7 separate regions of the Mus musculus genome follow, and regions 1, 2, 3, 4, 5 and 7 are each linked to region 6. Evidence: chromatin contacts called from public HiChIP or PLAC-seq and promoter capture Hi-C data. All regions are on one chromosome and are shown on one strand. Each heading gives the region's core, a stretch centred on a gene start, on an enhancer-like site or on the middle of the called end of the contact. The rest is flanking DNA. Distances are from core to core; before and after follow the strand shown. Region 1 has its middle 27 kb from the start of Il12b. Region 2 holds the start of 4930597A21Rik (RIKEN cDNA 4930597A21 gene). Region 3 has its middle 70 kb from the start of Il12b. Region 4 has its middle 23 kb from the start of Rnf145. Region 5 has its middle 50 kb from the start of Il12b. Region 6 holds the start of Ttc1 (tetratricopeptide repeat domain 1). Region 7 holds the start of Ublcp1 (ubiquitin-like domain containing CTD phosphatase 1).

Evidence for each region. Promoter capture Hi-C pulls out the DNA fragments that hold promoters and counts their contacts. HiChIP or PLAC-seq counts read pairs in DNA pulled down with a chosen protein or histone mark.
Region 1: a contact with region 6 is called in an H3K4me3 HiChIP or PLAC-seq map of bone marrow-derived macrophages, with 10 times the contacts expected there. The contact joins the enhancer-like site here to the promoter of Ttc1 in region 6. A contact is called at or near these places in 9 of 39 promoter capture datasets (the 3T3-L1 cell line, 3T3-L1-derived adipocytes, the HPC-7 cell line and 5 more), 1 of 484 Hi-C or Micro-C datasets (bone marrow-derived macrophages), 3 of 115 datasets of contacts at active chromatin or transcription factors (acute myeloid leukemia, bone marrow-derived macrophages and microglia) and 3 of 9 other capture datasets (embryonic stem cells, liver and macrophages).
Region 2: a contact with region 6 is called in a promoter capture Hi-C map of hippocampal neurons, with 3 times the contacts expected there. The contact joins the promoter of 4930597A21Rik here to the promoter of Ttc1 in region 6. A contact is called at or near these places in 4 of 39 promoter capture datasets (embryonic stem cells, hippocampal neurons, liver and 1 more), 3 of 115 datasets of contacts at active chromatin or transcription factors (bone marrow-derived macrophages, double positive thymocytes and large pre-B cells) and 2 of 9 other capture datasets (adipose tissue and liver).
Region 3: a CTCF HiChIP or PLAC-seq map of the NIH/3T3 cell line shows a contact between it and region 6, with 14 read pairs. The contact joins the enhancer-like site here to the promoter of Ttc1 in region 6. A contact is called at or near these places in 13 of 39 promoter capture datasets (the 3T3-L1 cell line, the HPC-7 cell line, cancer-associated fibroblasts and 8 more), 1 of 15 datasets of contacts at CTCF or cohesin (the NIH/3T3 cell line), 3 of 484 Hi-C or Micro-C datasets (B cells, large pre-B cells and long-term hematopoietic stem cells), 18 of 115 datasets of contacts at active chromatin or transcription factors (the 230-238 cell line, VIP interneurons, acute myeloid leukemia and 14 more) and 4 of 9 other capture datasets (adipose tissue, liver, macrophages and 1 more).
Region 4: an H3K4me3 HiChIP or PLAC-seq map of bone marrow-derived macrophages shows a contact between it and region 6, with 5 times the contacts expected there. The contact joins the enhancer-like site here to the promoter of Ttc1 in region 6. A contact is called at or near these places in 3 of 39 promoter capture datasets (the HPC-7 cell line, cranial neural crest and stem cell-derived epiblast-like cells), 3 of 115 datasets of contacts at active chromatin or transcription factors (bone marrow-derived macrophages, large pre-B cells and neural tube) and 2 of 9 other capture datasets (embryonic stem cells and macrophages).
Region 5: a promoter capture Hi-C map of liver shows a contact between it and region 6, with 9 times the contacts expected there. The contact joins the enhancer-like site here to the promoter of Ttc1 in region 6. A contact is called at or near these places in 13 of 39 promoter capture datasets (the 3T3-L1 cell line, 3T3-L1-derived adipocytes, the C10 cell line and 9 more), 4 of 115 datasets of contacts at active chromatin or transcription factors (bone marrow-derived dendritic cells, embryonic basal ganglia, embryonic midbrain and 1 more) and 2 of 9 other capture datasets (liver and macrophages).
Region 7: a promoter capture Hi-C map of neutrophils shows a contact between it and region 6, with 5 times the contacts expected there. The contact joins the promoter of Ublcp1 here to the promoter of Ttc1 in region 6. A contact is called at or near these places in 18 of 39 promoter capture datasets (the 3T3-L1 cell line, the C10 cell line, the HPC-7 cell line and 12 more), 10 of 484 Hi-C or Micro-C datasets (B cells, bone marrow-derived dendritic cells, cortical glia and 6 more), 24 of 115 datasets of contacts at active chromatin or transcription factors (acute myeloid leukemia, bone marrow-derived dendritic cells, bone marrow-derived macrophages and 19 more) and 5 of 9 other capture datasets (adipose tissue, embryonic stem cells, liver and 2 more).

What each region holds. Positions count from the first base shown.
Region 1 is chr11:44,371,601-44,374,300 of GRCm38.p6, forward strand. No RefSeq gene overlaps it. Among named protein-coding and RNA genes, the nearest start is that of Il12b, 27 kb to the right of the region's middle. Within about 2 kb of position 1,446, at least 4 of the 459 cell types and tissues checked have an H3K27ac peak or open chromatin away from gene starts, as enhancers often do. A contact at or near this core is called in bone marrow-derived macrophages, macrophages and microglia, where this site is marked.
Region 2 is chr11:44,584,776-44,587,659 of GRCm38.p6, forward strand. It overlaps 4930597A21Rik (RIKEN cDNA 4930597A21 gene), which reads left to right and starts at 1,542. Exons shown (of 4, transcript NR_126460.1): 1 at 1,542-1,575; 2 at 2,527-2,702.
Region 3 is chr11:44,328,353-44,331,052 of GRCm38.p6, forward strand. No RefSeq gene overlaps it. Among named protein-coding and RNA genes, the nearest start is that of Il12b, 70 kb to the right of the region's middle. Within about 2 kb of position 1,324, at least 10 of the 459 cell types and tissues checked have an H3K27ac peak or open chromatin away from gene starts, as enhancers often do. A contact at or near this core is called in the NIH/3T3 cell line, where this site is marked.
Region 4 is chr11:44,495,039-44,497,842 of GRCm38.p6, forward strand. No RefSeq gene overlaps it. Among named protein-coding and RNA genes, the nearest start is that of Rnf145, 23 kb to the right of the region's middle. Within about 2 kb of position 1,368, at least 110 of the 459 cell types and tissues checked have an H3K27ac peak or open chromatin away from gene starts, as enhancers often do. A contact at or near this core is called in bone marrow-derived macrophages and macrophages, where this site is marked.
Region 5 is chr11:44,348,246-44,351,183 of GRCm38.p6, forward strand. No RefSeq gene overlaps it. Among named protein-coding and RNA genes, the nearest start is that of Il12b, 50 kb to the right of the region's middle. Within about 2 kb of position 1,521, at least 20 of the 459 cell types and tissues checked have an H3K27ac peak or open chromatin away from gene starts, as enhancers often do. A contact at or near this core is called in bone marrow-derived dendritic cells, where this site is marked.
Region 6 is chr11:43,746,608-43,749,336 of GRCm38.p6, forward strand. Ttc1 (tetratricopeptide repeat domain 1) reads right to left here and starts at 1,401. Exons shown (of 8, transcript NM_133795.2): 1 at 1,315-1,401.
Region 7 is chr11:44,469,059-44,472,037 of GRCm38.p6, forward strand. Ublcp1 (ubiquitin-like domain containing CTD phosphatase 1) reads right to left here and starts at 1,490. Exons shown (of 11, transcript NM_024475.5): 1 at 1,370-1,490.

The DNA of each region.
Region 1 (2,700 bases), core at 196-2,695, 630 kb after region 6:
AGCTGATCAGAATACTTCAAAGAAGTGTCTAGTGAGTGTTCCATCCTAAGTGGCAACATCGAGGAGGAGGGGTGGAGAGAGCAGAGAGAAGGGCCGTGGAATGCTGTCTTCTGGGCAGCACATGGCATTGCAGTCATGAATTCATAGAAGCTCTGGTTGGTTACCTGCGCAGGACACAGTCAACAGTATCAGTCAACATCCCATCAGGCAGGACTGATTGTCCTCAGTGATTCACAGAGGCAGCAATAGAGGAGGAGGAAGAGAGATGGAGAGGGAGGGGTTCCTATGGGTTCCTGAGAGGATCAGGAAGTGTGAGTTAGGGATGAATATGATCAAAATACAGTGTTTACATGTATGAAGTTGTAAAAGAAAAAAATATTCTCTCTTTTTCTCTCTCTTTTTTTTTTCATACAGGCTCTCACTGTGTATCTCTGGCTGAACTGGAACTCACTATGTAGATGACCAGGCTGGATCCAGCTCCCAGATCCACCTACTTTTGTACCCTAAGTGTTGGGACTAAAGTTGGGCACCATTGCACTTAGCAGATTATACTATTTTTTTAAGTTCACATCCCTTTCCTGAATGAACAGCTAAGTGTTAAATTAAGATCGAGGGGGCTCTCAAGAAGATGAGTTGCAACAGGGGGCAGTCTGTCCTTGCAGCAGTTGCTCCCACACAGTAGCCCCTGCACCCACTCAGCCAATAGAGACTCTGAGAGCCATGCAACAGCTCTACCAAACGATGGACAGTGTGTATGTGGCTGTCATTCCACCCACCTCAGCAACCAATGCATGTCTCAAATGGGACAGTCATGACAGGGATGCACTGTCACTGACAGACTGACAGCTTTCTCTTTCATTTCTTCTCCCTTCTTTTGGAGAATAAGATATCGCCTAACATGATCCTTGGTTTCTAGGTTACCCCCAAGTTTGGACATGATTGGTTTAAGGACCAAGCTAGTCAATCACTTCAGACACTACCCAAAATATCAGTCATTGGGAAGAAGCCACCATGAGATGGCACAGGAAACTACCAGGCAGGGTACGCAAACAGACAGTGTAGCCTCATAAGCTAGGTGCCTCCAAAAGTTTGACTTGTGCCCGTTGTGGATCCACCTTCAGGGCAGTGGAACCTGGGTCAGTTTTCTGTACCACCTGTGTGATACTGAGCACTGGCTCAGCTTTCAATGGCCATTTTAATCTGATCAAAACAGAAACCTGGGGTCTGGGTTTGGATGAAATCACAGTGTTTTGGTTCCTAACAAGCAGTGAGCTTACAGGAGGAACCCTGTCTTTTTCTTTTCCTCCCTTGTGGTATTTTCTTTGTTTGGATTTTCCATGGAGTTTCCTCTCTTAACATTAGATCTTTGGGTTTCTATGGCTCTACACCGATTTCCTCTTTGTCACTAAGCCTTCTTCCTACTCTTCCCTTGGCCTCCGCTTCGTCCACATGACTCCTTCTTCCTCTATTTCCTCCTCTCCGTTTCCCTTCTAATTCCTTGAACATGCCTGCCCCTACTGAGAAGTGAAAACCCTGTCAGGGAGAGAAAGTGGAGTTTGTGGGCTTAAAGCAAAAACACTCGTGTCCGGTCTGGACAGGAAGCCAGGACTTGTCTCTGAGTATCCATGGGCTTCAGATACACAGTGAGCTGTGGTTTCCCCACCCCTGGCAAGAACAGGAATGTTAATGGCAAGAAATCGAGTATGACACTGTGTATATAACTGCTCTATCAAGAAAGACCTAGGCTTGATTCCCAACACAACTATGGTGGCTCACAACCTTAACTCCAGCCATAGGGGACCTGATGAACTCTTCTGGCCTTTGGAGGCACCAGGTGTGCACATTGTACACAGACAAAATACCCCTATAACAGATAGAAAGATTAGAAAGCATCAGTGGGGGGGGGGCAGAAGGCTAGCTCACTGGGTAAAAGCTTGCCACCCAAGTCTGACTACCTGCTTTTCACCCCCAGAATCCACATAAAAGGCAGGATGTGGCACACATCTATGACCTCGACATTCCTATGGAGAGATTGGAGGATGAGTAGGGAAAATATCTGGAAGATCATTGCCCAGCTAGTTTGGAGGAGAGAGGGCAGTAGCAGCAACAAGAGAGATCTTGCTTCGTAAAAGCAAGGTGGGAGACAAGAACCAATGTTCAAAAGTTGTCCATGCACACACACACACACACACACACACATACACACACACTTTTTTTCTCTGAAGACATAGAGGGACTTAAACTTGCCCTTCAGACCTTCTCATAAATTGGTTTATTTTTATGGGCCTGACTATCAGATAGTGAAAGACACTCATCGGTCTCTTGGTTTCATTTCAAGAAAGATGGTTGCACATTTTCTTCACCATCTGAGAAATGTGGTTACACTCACGATTTCACACACTTACTTGTGGTGGTGAATTGAATCTGTCAGTGTAGTTTCTGTGTTTAGCTGACCTATTTCATAATCCAAACATTTGATTTTTTTAAAAAAATGAAATACAGAGACATATTAGAGACATATCAGAAAAAAAGGGAGTCTGTATCACTGGTGACTCCCCAAGGAGACGTTCAAAAAGACATGGCTTCTGTAGGTGGATGCTGACAACCATGTCCACCAAATTCAGTGGGATTCTATTCTGTCACTACCTGCTTGCTGCACATGCTCCCTGCCACGAATTTTGCTGGAGGAGTCTGGGAAGG
Region 2 (2,884 bases), core at 292-2,791, 840 kb after region 6:
AGTGGATGCTCACAGTCAGCTAATGGATGGATCACAGGGCTCCCAATGGAGGAGCTAGAGAAAGTACCCAAGGAGCTAAAGGGATCTTCAACCCTATAGGTGGAACAACATTATGAACTAACCAGTACCCCTGAGCTCTTGACTCTAGCTGCATATGTATCAAAAGATGGCCTAGTCGGCCATCACTGGAAAGAGAGGCCCATTGGACACGCAGACTTTGTGTGCCCCGGTACAGGGGAACGCCAGGGCCAAAGGGGGGGAGTGGGTGGGTAGGGGAGTGGGGGTGGGTGGGTAAGGGGGACTTTTGTTATAGCATTGGAAATGTAAATGAGCTAAATACCTAATAAAAAATGGAAAAAAAAAAAAAACCCCAGTGCCAATAGACAACTTCCCAATTGAAACTCCATTTTCTTTCTTTCTTTCTTTCTTTCTTTCTTTCTTTCTTTCTTTCTTTCTTTCTTTCTTTCTTTCTTTCTTCCTTCCTTCCTTCCTTCCTTCCTTCCTTTCTCTCTCTCTCTCTCTCTCTCTCTTATTTTCTCTCTCTCTCTCTTTCTTTCTTTCCCTTTTTTCTTTTTTTCTTTCTTTTTTTTGGATAGGCAGGGTTATATTTCAGGACATTTCTCTGGTTCACACTACACTTCCTTTATTCAAAATTAAGCGTGATAGTTGGGGTTAAGGCAAGGGCTCGGCCTGGATACAGGTTGTGTAAAGGTTCAGAGGGCTCGCTTTGTGGCTCAGAGGCAGAGCAATAGCCTCACATGCATGGCACCCTAGTCCAATCTCCACTGCAGCAAATTAGGAAGCTTTAGATATACTCTGTAATTAATGTAGAACTGTAATCTACGTCTGACACTTCAGATACAGATGATGTCATCTATACCTGAGTCAGCTCATGAAATCTAAGACTCTGGATGATGTAAGAATTAATTAATAAAAAATGGGAGTATAGGGAAGGTTCCCTTTTTATGTTAAAATCCTAATGAGTAAAATTAGAGTAAAAAATGACAGCATTAGGTTACTATTTTGCAACTGTTACTTCATTGAGGTTTCAAGCAAAAACATCAGCTTTGCAAACTCGAACATTGTTACTCCATGAATCCCTTATTAATTAGAAGAGAATTCACAGCAGCTTTCTAAGATGGAATCTTGGTGGTCAGGACCACTGTAACCAAACACTCAATATAACCAGTGCCATGACAAGCCTTTGTCATGTGCCTTTTGCTATGATTTGAATATATATATATATATATATATATATATATATATATATATTCTTCAGCATATAATCCTATATGTGGGATTACTGTTCAAGTATATCTCATAACCATAGCAGACAAACTCAAACTAGGGAACAGTGTACAAAAGAATATTTCTGCTTTCATGGTAAGCCTGATTAAATCAAAGGTCTTCTAGACAGGTGCACTACCAAAGATTACCACTAGATGTCACCATGGTCCTGCAGTTTGTTCAGTTTTCCAACTGCCTTTGTGGGTGCATCCGTTGTTCTTGGATTCTTAAAGCAGATACATTTAAGCAATTCTAACACACACAGACTTGGAAAGACCTACAAATTAAGTAAGGTTAGAGGTAATGGAGGTGGAGAACGAAGTTTTAGATTAAGTTTGTGTCTACCATTTCATACTGTGGACTGGGTGATTCCTGCTGACCCCCAGGCCCTGGTTTCCTTATGTGTAAAATGATTAGGGTAAGCTTTAAGGTAGGGATTAGGGTAGCCTTTAAGCTGATATTTTCTGATTGAAAGTGTTTCAGTGTTCTTACGAGAAATTTTTCTCTGGACCACTCTGGACCCATTACTGTTTACTCTGTCAGCCTGCCCCTCCCTCTGCCCCACACCCCCTTATTTTTTTTTAAATTAGATATTTTCTTTATTTAAATTTCAAATGTTATCCCCTTTCCTGGTTTCCTCTCCCAAAACATCCTCTCCCCCTCCCCCCTCCCCCTGCTCACCAACCCACCCACTCCTGCTTCCTGGCCCTGGCATTCCCCTATACTGGGGCATAGAGCCTTTACAGGACCAAGGGCCTATCCTCCCATTGATGACCGACCAGGCCATCCTCTGCTACATATGCAACTAGGGCCATGAGTCCCACCATGTGTTTTCTTTGATTGGTGGTTTAATCCCAGGGAGCTCTGGGGGTACTGGTTAATTCATATTGTTGCTCCTTCTATGAGGCTGCAAAACACTTCAGCTCCTTGGGTACTTTCTCAAGCTCCTTCATTGAGGACCCTGTGCTCCGTCCAATGGATGACTGTGAGCATCCACTTCTGTATTTGTCAGGCACTGGCAAAGCCTCACAGCAGACAGCTATATCAGGCTCCTATCAGCAAGCTCTTGTTGGCTTCCACAATAGTGTCTGGGTTTGGTGATTGTATATGGGATGGACCTCCAGGCCCACACCCCCTTATTTATCTCATTTGTGTTTATCTCTGTTTATGTAAATGGAAGTAAAGAGATCTCAATAATGTTACAATCACAAATGTAAACCTTTTCCCTTGCATAAGTAGAAGGTACCCAGAGGGAATAACTTAGAGACTGTAGATATGATCCAGTGGATCAGCCAGGCAAGAGGACTGGCTGCCAGTAATTCCAGAACCCGGGACGTAAAGATCCCCTTGGCAAGTTGGCTAGTGAGACTAGCCAGAATTGGAGACCTTTAGGGTTAAAGAGAGACCCTGCCTCCGTAAGTAAGGGGGGATTGATTGAAGAAGACATTTGCCTTCAACTCTGGACTACCACATTCATGCGCACACACATGCACACATGCACCACCATACATGTGCAGCCACACATATGTGACCATGAAAATATAAACACATACTGGCTCCACACATATGTATAAATACACACCCCTCCATATATATA
Region 3 (2,700 bases), core at 74-2,573, 580 kb after region 6:
GCTTTCTGCAGGCAGACTCAGTGCTAGAACATATAATCAATATGATCATGCCTCTTGAATGTATGTGCCCACCTTCACTTCAGAAGGATGGACAGAGGTTCCTCGTGTGGAGCTTTGAAGAACCTCACTCTCGACACTCTGGCTCTGACCTTCCCCTGTGAGGTACTGATCTGGATAATATTTCTCCTGTATGAAGCAAACCTGATTCTGTGAATGAAGACCCATCTACTTCTAAGAAAAGCCACCTGATGTTAGTACCACCCAGACCTAGAAAGATGGCCCGTGTGCAGACAGATCCCTTCTGCCAGCCCTTCTGCCTGTTGCCTGGTTGCTTTCCTCATTATCTAGGAATTGTGTTAGACCTGTTTGTTCATTGGCCAGTTCCTTTCCACAATAGAATGAAGGGCCCAATGAAGGCAAAGGTTCTATTCATTTCATCTTATGCTGTCTCTGGTGTTCTCCACCAGAATAGATGCTCAATGTGCAAATGCTGACTAAGTAGATCATTGATTGATTGATTGATTGATTGATTGATTGATGTGCAGGTTCTCTTCTCTCCTCCACAGAGAAAAACAGGCCAGTCAATATTCTTATTATTAACTTGGTGATTACATTTTAAACCCATAAACAGGGGATGTTCTCGGATGCCTCTTATTCCTTACCTTCATCTACAAATGACTTCTATTCTACACTAGACCCAACCTCAGCACCTGGTCTGAGGTTAATGGATATCACTCCAGACTCTACAAGTATCTCTTCAAGGCCATGACAACTTTACTTCAGTAGAGCTAGCCATGACTCCATTTGGTTCAAAAACTATAGAAGGATGCTCTTGGGGATCAAGAGCCAAATACCTAGAGCTTAGCTGTGGTGGAGCTTGGAACATTCACTATCCATCAGCAACTGCTGTGGTGGGGCAGGTAGGGAGAAGTAGAATCCTAGAGACTCATATGGCAGAAGAGTGCCAAGCAGCAGGCAGACTGGGGTAGGTTCTCCTGGCTGGCTCTATCAGGCACCAGCCCATGAAAGCCTTTCAGGCTTCTGAAACCTTGTCTATGACCAGGTGCCTTAAGGGGCTGGGGAGAAAGGCAGGATGACAATTACAGAATCGGGGAAGAAAGAAGAACCAATCACGAAGCAGAGCAGGCTGGGACGGGATCCTCTCTGGTCCCTTACTTGCTGGATTCTAAACTCATCTCACACTTTGTTATAGTTTGGTGAGAGAGATTATGAAATATTTTTTTAAAAAAAGGGGTGAGTAATGTGATCCCTAGGAGGAGGAGAAATAAATCTGGGTGTGGTGCACAGACACAGTCTTTTGTCAACATCTTAAACCTTGGGAATTATTCCAGCTGTCTGTGGATTAGATTGTGGGTAGATCGAGCCCACACTCACAAGACTGAAACAAGATGACTGCAGCACATCTAAGGCCAGCCTTGGCTAGCGTGGGCTAGAGTGTAGCACTGCTTCAAAAGAGAAGAGAAGAAGGGAGAAGGGAGAAAGAAAAAAGAAAGGAGAGGAAAGGAAAGGGAACTCGTTCTGCTACCACAGTCCCACATCCCCGACATCGGAGCCCTGGCTGTGGCTGGGTGGCTGGCTGGCCTAGATCCTCCCAGGGGTTAGCAGTATTTTTCTTTATTGGTGATGGACATGAGACTCTGAGATGACTGCCACCCTGCAGAAGCTCTGGGGTTCTGTAGATGGCATTTCCTATCCTAACCCTGCCTCTAAGCCACTGCCCTTAGCCAAGGCTGCTGCCTTGCCATGTTTCAGTTTCCCCTTCCTCCAAGTGCAGTTCATGACAGGTAACTCCTCTGTCTTTTGATGTCCCTGAAACAGAGGCCACATCTCTCCCCTTGCCTTTGCTGCAGGCGTTTTCTTCCAGGCCTTCCCCTTCCTCATCTCTCCCTCCTGAACCCTTAGCAGACCCCAGAGATCTCCCCACATGACACCACGGTTCCAGATGTTCCCCAGTCTCTGTCACACATGGCTTCCTCCTCCTCGTAGTCTTCTGAAGGGATACAAAGCTATCCCACAAATGCCACCTTAAGAGCAAGTTATCATTTTGTCGCATGTTTGATTACTGGCCCCTTCTCCACAGCAAACATCAGAGTCACAGCTGGCTTTGGCTTCAGGTTTGTCGCTCCAGAGCTGTGTGTCCTAGGCATAGTTGTTGACATTCTCTGCCCCTCACTGTCCCCACGTGAAAAAGTGACATCATAAAACATCTCATAGGGTTCGTGGTAAGAAAGTGCACACAAGCCCTCCAGCACCGTGCCCAGCTCACTCTGTGTGTGCAGTAGTTATGCTAATTGGCACCGCCATTAGCTCTAATAGTTTTGTGTCTCCAGAGGCTGATACTTGAAGCTCATTCCTCTCCAGTTCAATGAGCTTCTAAAATACAATTCTTGGGGTTGGCGATGGCCCTAAGGAGATGCAACCCTCACAGGCTTTGCACAGCTCCTCTCCAGCATCTCTGGACAGAAGAGAGACAAAGGGAAGGATGAAGGATTCGATGGTGTTTCAAGGAGGGTCCATCCAGTCTTGACCATGAGCTGGGCTAACGCATGGAAAATGGCCAATATACACTGAAGGTTTTTCGAATGGTACCTAAGACCCTCAGGCATATCCTCCCTAGGATGCTCCTGACAAATGTGCAATGTCATCCCTCGCTTCTATTTCCTAGTCAGCACCTAATCA
Region 4 (2,804 bases), core at 118-2,617, 750 kb after region 6:
GGGCAGTTTTTACTATGGGTTCTTTTCTGATAATATGCACAGAAAGTAGGTTCCTACCACAACATCCTGTGTGAGCCCAGTTGTGTTTAAGGTAGACAGGTGCCTAGAGACAAGTACTCCTCATTGGGTGAGACAAGAATGGGGCATCAATTTACAGTGCGTGGAGTTTTTGTTGTTGTTTTTCTTCCCCAGCAGCCAATGTTAAAAGTCTGCTTAAGAATCTGGCAAAACCTGACGTTTTTAAGGCTCAACCAACACTCCCAAGACCAAAAGAATAGTGTTTACACTTCAAAAGATAGAACCACTTGTATATAGTGATGTATACATTAGGGAAGAAGTTACCCTTCTTCCCATGTCTCCAGCTGCAAATAAACCCCGTCGATGGCCACTCTACAATTTCTGAAAATGGTGGTATGGTGCTGCTGCTGTTGGTGGTGCTAGTGTTGCTGTTGGTGGTGATGCTGATGCTGGTGGTGGTTGTGGTGGTGCTGGTCAAGGGGTGGTGGTGGTGGTAGTTGTTGTTGGTGGTGGTGGTGCTAGTGGTGGTGGTGGTGCTAGTGGTGGTGGTGGTGGTGGTGGTTGTTGGTGGTGGTGGTGGGTGGTGGTGGTTGTTGTTGTTGGTGGTGGTGGTGGGTGGTGGTGGTGGTTGGTGGTGGTGGTGGTGGTGGTGGTGGTGGGTGGTGGTGGTGGTGGTGGTGGGTGGTGGTGGTGGTTGGTGGTGGTGGTGGTGGTGGTGGGTGGTGGTGGTGGTGGTGGTGGTGGTGGTGGTGGTTGGTGGTGGTGGTGGTGGTGGTGGTGGTGGTGGGTGGTGGTGGTGGTGGTGGTGGTGGTGGTGGTGGTGGTGGGTGGTGGTGGTGGTGGTGGTGGTGGTGGTGGTGGTGGTGGTGGTGGTGGGTGGTGGTGGTGGTGGTGGTGGTGGTGGGTGGTGGTGGTGGAGGTGGTGGAGGTGGTGATAGTGATGGTGTAGTCTCAGGAAAGCCAGTCTCCCAGAGTTGAGTTAGGAAGGCTGCTCCTTTCCCAAAGCCTGTCCTGGGCCTCTGCGCAGAGCCTCAGCCAAAGGCTTGTTCCTTAGTGCCACCTTCCTGGTCCCCAAACTCCAGAGCTTTTCCCAAGACCAGATTGGCACCTGGGCTCTCAGTAATCTACATGTACTGCTTGAGAGAATTGCCTTGACTGGAGTCCACTCCCAGTTCCTTCTAGAAGTCAGCATTATTCACGGAAAAGCTGGAACCAACTCCTCTTTCAGTTTCAAAGACTGCACCAGGAAGTCCCAGCAGGCTCTCTGAAAGACACCAACACCTGTGAGGTCCCAGTTCAGTTATGTCTCATTGCTCACAGGCATGCCTCCAAAGCCCTCCAGTGCTTGAGAAACAAAGAAGAAAGGCCCTGGGGAGAGGGCCCTCCCCCCTGAGAGAGCAGAACTGGGCTAACAGGAAACCAGGCTGTCCTTTCTTGGCTTAGAAAGCGTGATGCCTTTATTAGTCTGAAAGAGTTTAGAGGGAAAAGTTACAGGGCTGTCACTAACCTGGGCCCTCTGAGCATACGATTCTTTCAAGTTGACAGCAAGGGTCTGACATCAGAGTAGCAATGGTTGTCTAACACTGTGAACATACTTAAAGGCACTGGTTCAAATACTTTTTTAAAAGAAAATGATTGGCTCATGCTTTCTGAATTTCACTTCAATAAAACTCCCATTTGATTAGTCTTCTGGGCAATCTTCCCTCTCTGCCAAGTGAGATCCTGCTTGCAGATCTGTAAGCCAAGAACAGCAGCCTAATCTTAAAATTCCCTAGAAGTTTTAACCTCTTGTGTTTGTTCTTTTCCTTCCCTTTAACTTCTTGTAACTGCTGACTCGGACTCGGGTGAAGACAAACCACCTCTTATTAAGGCTGTGCCATTGCCTCATGTGTTGACCTTAGGGCTACTTTAGTCGGATCTTCTTGCACTTGGACTTCCCCTGCATTTTCTAACAACCAGCTCACTCCTTTTCTTTTATTCTCAGCTCAATTGCTTCTGAATGCTCAGATTGCTCTTAAAAATCTGCCGTGTCAACTATGGGCAAACAATGGCTTCTGAGGGGGGGGGGGAGTTTAGCTTTCTCTATGGGTCAAGCCCTTTAATAAGTTATCCAAGCCCAAGTGTTCAGCCCTTAACACATATGCATACAAGCAAGACTAAATGGGCTCCGTGGGGTATATGTGTGTTTATGTATAGTCAAGGAGCAGTAACAACCGGGGCAGGGGGTATGAACTTGAGAGGGAGTGAAGATGGCATGGAAGGAGTTGGAGAGGCAAGAGGAAGTGGTGAAATGTGGTAAATAAGAATACATGTATGAAATTATCAAAAATTTTTCAATTTTAAAAATCTGTCATTTAACCCCCTGGTAAAGAATAGGATATTTTCATATTATTGCTAATAACCACCTTAAAAAAAACAAACAAACTTAAGACTACTTGATCCCAGGCTGCCTTTGTAAAAGATTGAAATTGGGGGCGTGGAGGTGATCATTGGTTAACAGTGCTTGCTGTGCAGATATGAGGAGCCGAGTTCAGATGCCCAACAAACACCCAAGGAAAAAGCTGACTGTGGACTCTCAGGTCTGGAGCAGCACCGGGAACCAGCCTACCTGAAAAGTGGCCAGCTCCAGGCTCTGTGGCAATGCCTGCCTCAGAAGAAGGTGATAAAGCATGGTAGATCAGGGCATCCGACATCTTTCAATGACTTACTTGGTGTACACGCATGTGAATGCTGGAACCTCAAACACACACACACACACACACACACACACACACACACTCACACTC
Region 5 (2,938 bases), core at 271-2,770, 600 kb after region 6:
TGGGTCTGAGTCTTGGCTCTCTGCCTTTCAGCTGAATGCATTGGCACTGCCTTCTCGGTGTCTGGAAATGAGCAAGTGTGGATGCACATTGTGAACTTCATAATTGTGGCCAAAAGGAAAGGACAGCCAGCCTGGGGGCTTTCCAGCATCATGGGATGCTGATGGGGAGTACTTTGAGGAAGGGATCACGCACCTCATCCATGTTCCACCCACATCTTTTTCTTGTCCAGAGCAGAACCCTTTGCCCAGGGACTGTCCCTCCTCAGACTAGGGGCTTTCTAAAGAGTCAAACAATGTCCAGTGAAAATGTTAATTAACTGTGTTGCGGTTTTGGTCTCTCTTCTGCTGTCACTTCTTAAATAGTTGCTCCAAGCTATCACTCCTCCTAGGCCTGCCTTTCTCTTCCTGCTTCTGTTACGAGGCCCACAGTAGAATTCAAAGAGGTTTGGTCCTCACCAGGTTCATCTTTCTGATGCCCTCTTCTTTCTCAGCCTTCTCTCCTTCTCTCTCTCTCTCCCTCCCTCCCTCTCTCTCTCTCTCTCTCTCTCTCTCTCTCTCTCTCTCTCTCTCTCTCTCTCTCTCTCTCTCAAACACACACACACACACACACACACATTCTGTTCCATCAGAGCAACTAAGCCTTAAGAGAAAAGTATTAGGACACTGCCCTAGACCTCATGATTACCAGAAGGGAAGAATGCCTGGAACTGCTTCTCAGAGGGATGCAGAAGGAGGGAAACACTTGTCAGTCAATGTGGGTCAGAAAGACCTTAACTCATGAGGACCTTAACCCCCAAGAAGTAATTAGAACCATTATGTCCTCACCTCCTCATGAGCTTCTGAGTTTGAAGGGGTTCCCGGCAATGCATCAGTTCTTCTCTGTGAACTATTGAGTTTTATGGCCCAGAGATTATGCCTCTTTAAGCCTGAGAAGTTCTGCCCCTGTGTAAGAAGTATATCCAGGGAGCTGAAGAAACTGCAGCTCTCCAAGAAAAGCACTGGGCCCTAGCATTCAATTTCTGCAAAGATAGACTCCTAGCAACTCCAGCTGCACCCATGTTTATCAAGGAGCCTTGGCTTGGCAGCATCCCAACACAAAAATCCTCACCCAGTATATGCTCCAATGTTTCAGACGTGCCATGTTAGGAATTGCCACAGGACCTCACTCTGTTATAGCCACAGCTAGTTTCTTCATATGACTTTTGTGTGTCTCTATCTGCCAACATGCAGCTCATTAGAATGGAAGCTTCTCCAGATCGGAAGCCTGTTTGTCTCATTTACCACTTGTGCTTAGCTTCAGGTGCCAGATAGATGCTCTGTTAAGAACCAATCTACAAATGACTATCTCTACAATGGAAGGCGCTGGCCCCTCACTCACATTCCAGATTCTTGACATCCATGATTCAGGTAGTGGTAGCTAAAAGGAACAGAGAAGTAGGAGAGGCTGTGTCTAGATCTTGGCACTTCGCTAGGCAACTGCCAGGCTCTCGCCAGTGCGCTATTTCACAATGGCATGGTATGCGAGGGCTCTTCTTGCAACATTGGGTCGCGTGGCAAACTGGAAACTCACTAATTAATAAGCACTCAAGTAGGGAAATGTTGAAATGCCATCAGGCCGTGCAGCAGAGAGAGTTGAGCCCTTGTGGCTTGGTGTGAAGGCACACAGACCTTCATTCAGCTATTTCCAGAGCTCACATTTGTTTGTTTGTTTAGCCACTCATTTATTTATTTATTGTTCTAGTTTCCGTCATCGCTCTTGTTTTCATTTTGTGGTGTAGTGCTGTGTTGTTTGGCCACGGTCTCCATGTACATACTAGGCTAGCCTTAGCCTTTCAATCACGCTGCCTCCTCCTCCCCAGTGCTAGAATTACAGGAATGTCCCCTCACAGCTGTCTCCTCCACCCTGACATTTTAGAATGTTTCTCTTTGAGACAACTTATTTCCTTCAGCCAAATTTGTTCTCCTTAAATGTCTTCTTTATCCCCGACCCTGACTTCACCCGACCCCAAACATTTACCTTTACCTGAATTGGATGTCTCCCAATAATGACGCTGTATTGTTGTGATCATTGTGGCCACAGTACCTGACAAGAAAGTAATGAAGGATTTTCTTGAGCTCCCCGTTGGGGTGGGTAGTGTCCTCTATGGCAGGGCAAGCACGGCAGCCAATAGCTCCAGGGTTTCAGATGTGTGCAACAGCTGCGTATGGACAACTCCACAGAGCAGGAAGTTGAGACGGGACAAGAAGTGAAGGCTGGCTATAAATCTCAAGGCCCACCCTAATCAAATGTACTTCCCAGGTCCCTGTGGGGGAACAGGGCCCATCATCTGTCATTTCTCCTCTTTCTTTGAAACACTTCAATGATCAATATAATCCCTACTTTCGGTCTTTACTAATTCCAGATGAATTGCATCCTCCTTATAAACTCTTGGGAAGTTCACTGGCTACTTCAGGTAAGCTACAGCCTGATGGCCAAATCCAAGACATCAGCCAAACCTGTTTGGCATTGTAAATGAAGTTCTATTGTAACACAGTCAGTCATGTCAATTCACTAGGGTTGAATAGTTGTGACAGAAATGACATGATAAACAGGTCTCAATTTGTCTAAATTTGCATGGCAACTCCCATATGCAGAATCAAGGCCTATATAAATTTATACAGATATAATTCAATATATATAATATGCCATATATGATTAATATATATATGTATATATGTATACATACACACACACACACACACACACACATACACATACACACACGCGCGCGCATGCGCGCGCGCGACATAGACCTGCACATCTAGCATTGCTTGCTACCTGTCCAGTCCAGCCTTTTATAGAATAGGCTTTTTAATTATTGTCATTGGCCTGTAGCTCATCTGCATCTATCATACTTCTCTTGGTACACAAAGACCCTGCCTACCATCAGGCAGGTTT
Region 6 (2,729 bases), core at 151-2,650:
CCACCATGCCCGGCTTGTTTTTTTTTGTTTGTTTGTTTTTGTTTTTTGAGACAGGGTTTCTCTGTGTGACCCTGGCTGTTCTGGAACTTGTTTTGTTCATCAGGCTGGCCTTGATCTCAGAGATCCACCCTCCTCTGTCTCCCCATTGCTGGATTAAAGGAGTATGGATCATGCCTGTCCAAGGAAGTCATTTTAAAAACAGGATATCACCAATTGTGGTGGCCCATTCCTGCAGTCTCATCATTGGGGAGATGTAGTTAGAAAGATCAGAAGTTCAAGGCCATCCTTGGTTACACAGCAAATGTGAGGCTAGCCTGGGCTATGAGACCCTGTATTAGGCCCCTCCCCAGCCCCAAACTAGAGTATAATAAACTCACACTCAATGCCAATTATCATTTTAACTGATAGTCTTGCTGATCAAATATGGTATCAGACTTATACCAAGACTAACATCCCCACTTCCCACTGGTGTTGGAGACCGAATCTCAGACTTTGTGGTACATGTAAGCCATTTAAACAACTGAACCACACCCTCGATCCATACCCTAAATGAAAAGACTGATTTTAATGTGACTTTTCCACGTCCGGCAGCTTGCTGGATGGCACAAATTAGACAGAATCCAAAACAGCTGCAGGGGAAAAAAAAAGAAAGAAAGAAAGAAAGAAAGAAAGAAAGAGTTCTAATCTTTGTTCAGAATAAATGACCAAGTTGTCAACAGGAAACAATGAAGTCCGAATGGGACACTATCGCCACCGGGAGCCGAAGAATAAGTTTCTTATGGAGCCCAAGATGGCATCTGTGCCCAAATCGTGCTTATCATCGTAAGCAAATGCAAGCGGTATAGCTTAGGTAGCTAATTCTGGAAGGGGAGCCTTTGCGCAGATGTTTTCACAGGCATCCTCCAGGGACTCAGAACTCAGCCTTGGAAGAGCCGGTTCTCAACTCTCGCTGCGCAACCCTGCTGCCCAGATCCTGACAATATTGGTCTGCAGTCAGGTCAGAGCATCTCTGTTTTTTTAAAGTGACTCTGATGATTTTACGTTCATCCTATTAACCACTGCTGCTCTAGAAGCTGAGTCAGAACCTCTGCGGTGCCTGCCACCCCTCTGGTCGCAGCAAAACCACGCCAATGACCCAGTGTCGCGTTAAAGTCCGAATTCGTCCTAGCCTGTTAAAAGGAAAAGTTAAAAGGGAGGGTCAGGACTCGCAGGCTTCGCTTTTACTCGAGTGTCGCGTCCCTCCCGGCTATGAGTCAAGGTTAGAAAAGCCCCTCCCCGCGCGACCCCGCGCCTGTCCCAGGCCACAGTCCTCACCGAACGCCGCGAGACCCACGATGGGCTTCACAACCTCCCAGCTCCTCTCTCCACCGCTCCTGCCTCCGAGTCCTTCTACTTCCTCCTGAGTCAGGTGCACTTCCGGCCGCGCTGGCCAATGGCGCCATTGCTGGCAAAGCATTCTGGGAAATGTAGTGGCCAACTCGAAGAGAGTGAGCGGAAGTAGCTGTGTGACGTCACTGTACGGCTCAGTACTATGAGCCTCAGCTGTCATCTTGAGTTATGTCAAATCCTGCCAATTAGCACAAAGTAATTTTTCAAACGCGACTACTTGTGGCTTTAAAAACGTCTTTATTCTGGCGTCCCTCATGTTAGGAATGTGCATAAGAACCCGAAAACATCCTTCGTCCCTAAATAAACATTTCTTTCCAGTAGTTTCCAAAGTGCCTTTCAAGAGCTCTGTTAGGAGAGTAACAGTTTTCAAAACAGTAAATATTACACACTTTTTCCACTCATTTTCTCATGACTGTACAGCGCTTTCCAGAGGTTGTCTTCTGATATAGTGCAACAGAAGGAATACAAAAAGGGGTGAATTATTCTAGCTGTTAGGCAAGTCCGTCTATTTGTGAGCTAGACCTCCAGGCCTTCACCTGTCCTGTATTAAATCAGAGATTTGCAAAAAATTGAAACAATGCCATTCTTCTTGTGACAGGATAGCAAAGATGGAGAAAATTAAAAAGACATCGGAAAGGAAAGTAGCCTTTCATCAAGACTGGTTAAGTCTCTCCTAGGCTCAGTCATGAATTCCCACAAGGGGCTAGGAAGCATGACTTAGCAATTGAGAGCAATGACTGCACTTTCAGAGGACCAGGGTTCAATCCCCAGTACTCACATAGCAGCTTACCACAACTTTAACTCCAGTTCCAGGGCATTTAAGATCCTCTTCTGAACTTCATGGCCACCAGGCACACACATGGTAAACAGGCATACATGTAAACAAACACTCATGCACACCAGAAGAGTTAATTAGATAACAGTAAAGTTAAAAAAATTCCATAGAGTTATACAAAATTTCATAGACAGAAATACTGTTCCTTTGATTTATTTGTTTTTAAATGTAGATACTTTAAGAATTAACACAGAAGCTAGGCAGTGGTGTCACTTGCCTTTAATCCCAGCACATGGGAGGCAGAGGCAGGCAGATTTCTGAGTTGAGGCCAGCCTTGTCTAAAGAGTGAGTTCGAGGACAGCCGGAGCTATACAGAATTATTAAAAAAAAAAAAGATTTAACACTGAAATGAAACATAAGACATACCCATACCGCTGGGCTGTGGTGGCGCACGCCTTTAATCCCAGCACTTGGGAGGCAGAGGCAGGGGGATTTCTGAGTTCGAGGCCAGACTGGTCTACAAAGTGAGTTCCAGGACAGCCAGGGCTAAACAGAGAAACCCTGT
Region 7 (2,979 bases), core at 240-2,739, 720 kb after region 6:
GGGCAGGGTAGTCTGGAGACCATGAGAGTTTTTTGACCAGTGGTTCTCAACCAATACCACTGACTTAAATTTGATGAAGACTTCTTGGAAGTATCATCAGAATAAGGAAAGAGACCTAACAATGTCCACTTTAACCAGTCTTTTTCTACCACCTCTGAGGTGGTAGAGGCTGAGCATGCTACTCCTCTAGGCTCTTCTGTTACCGGCTTTAGAAAAACCTGCCAATGGCATGGGCCCCATGCACTTAACAACAGGCACTACTTCATAAAGAACTTGTGCTACAAATGGTAAAGACAAGTTGTCAAATGCCCCAAGACTCTGGGCATAGAAAAAAAAAAAAGGTTATACAAACCTTTCCAGCTTAAGTTCTTAAAACTTTTTTTAATTTTTGAATCTCATTTCATCACTACTGAGAATCATGCAGGACAAAAAAAGCATGGGCATTTTTATACTTTCTCATACAATGCTAATGGTTTATCACATTTGTCCCCCAAATTGGGGGGTGGGAGTGGGTGGTGATGGCGATCCAACTCAAAGAGGACATTTTTATGGGATATGTAATCAACGTATGTTTATACTGGAGTTCTGCCTAACATCCTGTGTTGGGTTTGCCTAGTCTCTTACCTCTCTAGCCCTCAGCCTTCCAAACCCAGAGATGAGTCAGTTCACATGTATGTGTTTTGATAAGCGCTAACACCTGACAGCATTTGATAAGCCGCGAGGAGCTAGGAGAACGGTAGCAGTGAGGGCTGAGCACGTTAACTATCGCTATCTTAATCTTCACAATCCTGGACTAACAAGCGACCTCACTGTACAGATTAGAAACCTGCAAAATAAGTCACAGCGACTCTCGCCCAACACCGCATCACGAAAAGCAGCCAACGGCGGCAATTTCAAAAGTGACAGTGTGAACTTTTCATCCAGCCCGGCAAGAGTGAGCGTGCGGTGCTGGGCCGCGGGCCCTGGCGCCGGCCCGCAGGAGCCGCGCGGGGTGCAGCCCGGACTGCCCCGGGAGTATCCCAAGACAGGCAGAGTCTCAGAAACAAGCTGCCTCGGACGCCTTCGACAACCCGCGTGAGGGGAGGACAAGACAGACCCTGCAGGAGCGGGGGACGAGGCCCGCGGACGCAGAACATTCTGGGACGTGGGAAGCCTTGGGGTCAGGTGAGAAGGCCGGATGCGAAGGCTGCGGCCACGACCCGCAGTGCGCCGGGACAGGGGCCTCTGGGGGCCAGGCGGGACAGCTGCAGTCCCAGCCCACCCGGACCGCAGCGAGACAAACCACGGGGCGCATGCAGTTCAGTGGCATCCCCCGGCCGCAGCGTCGCCTTCACAGGCAGGCGCGCCGGAGAACCCCGCGTCCTCTCACCTGGAGCGCGGCGGAACCAGCTACAGCGGACGAAAAAGCCGGCCGCAGCGGAACCTAAGGAGACCGGAAGCGAGGGGCGGGACCGGAACCGGCGGGCGGACCGGAAAGTGTGGTTGAGACCGGAAATGTGTTGTAGGGGAGGGGGAAATGCGGCTGCCGCTTGTTTGGTTTCTCCTCCGATGTGACGCCTGCGGAGCCCAGGCCGGCCGAGTGTTTTCCAGACTTTGACCTCTGTGAAAGAGACCCCTCCCGGTTCTTGGTGGCCGCCGCCGGCTGTTCTGCGCATGCTCCGGCCCGGTGGCGACTTTTTTTTTTTTTCCACCAGAGCTGAGCTTTGCGGAGCCCTGTGACTCCTGTGGCAGTGTCGCGTTCCGAATGAAGCCGACCTTTGAGGACTGAAGAGGAGACTTTTCTAGAGACGCAAGGAGCCAGGAATATAATTTGCCCACTCCAGGGGAAAGCCGGCCAAAGTGATCCAAACACTCATGGAACAAATATCCGTGTGACAACGGTGTTCCAGATCTGTGTGTCGGTCGGCTCCACCCACTCGTGCTTGCTTTGCCTCCTTAAATGCAAGGAAAGCTAGTTCTCTTTACAGAAGAATGCCATGCTTTCATAGAAATAAATGCTGCAGCGTTCGAAGTCACTCGGAGAGACCGGAGACTCCGTTTAAATTATAGTTATCCGAGTTTTTCTTCTTAAGCAGCCGCTCTCTTTAGTTCCTGTGAGCTAAAACAGGAAAGGGGCTTTTAAGGGCAGTTACAATTACTTCATTTCTGTGGGATTGACAGCTATGTGAGGAACTGCCTCACCCCCACCCCCCACCCCCTGTGCGTAATGATGAGCGGAGTTCGCAGAAATCAGAGCCAGCAGTTAATCATTTCATAGCAGTTTTCCAATTCATGGGGAAGGGGCAAGGAGTCAGAGTTGCTAGGAACTTATCTTTTCGGAATTTAGAATGGGTGCCTCACATAAAGTGGAGTTTTTCTTAGCTATCAAAGCAGTCTCCATTTGAACCCCTGGAGGCGGCTCTTGCCTGTAATCCCAGCTGAGGCAGTAGGATAGTGCATAAATTTGAAGCCAGCCTGGGCATAGGGAATTCTAGTTCCAGCCCTGGGATACAGACTGAAACTCTGACTCAGACAGAAGAAAGCCTCAACGGGACCTAACCCTTCTCATCCATTCAAGAAATTCCCAGTGTTACTTGTTATGCAAAAGAAAAAAGAAAAGAAAGACCTAAAAAGTAACTTGAAGAATGTTTACATCATCAGCCCCTAGATAAGTATATCTGATACTTTTTAAAACTTCAAATTCAATCTTAGAGACCCATAAGAGGCGTGGCCACCTCTTGACAGTTGTTCTCAGACTTCCTGTGCCTTGGTACAAACAGACCCACAGAAAAATTAATGTAATTGGAGGGAGGGGGAAAACATGGTTTCTCTATGTATAGCTCAGGCTTGCCTGGAACTCACAAAGATCCACCTGCCCAAGTGCTAGAATCAAAGGCATGCACCAGCATGTATGGCTAAATTAATGTCATTTTAAAATTATAAAAACACAAATCCAAAACGTTTTCTTAAACCAGTTTCTTCCAGAAGGGGAGAGTAAAA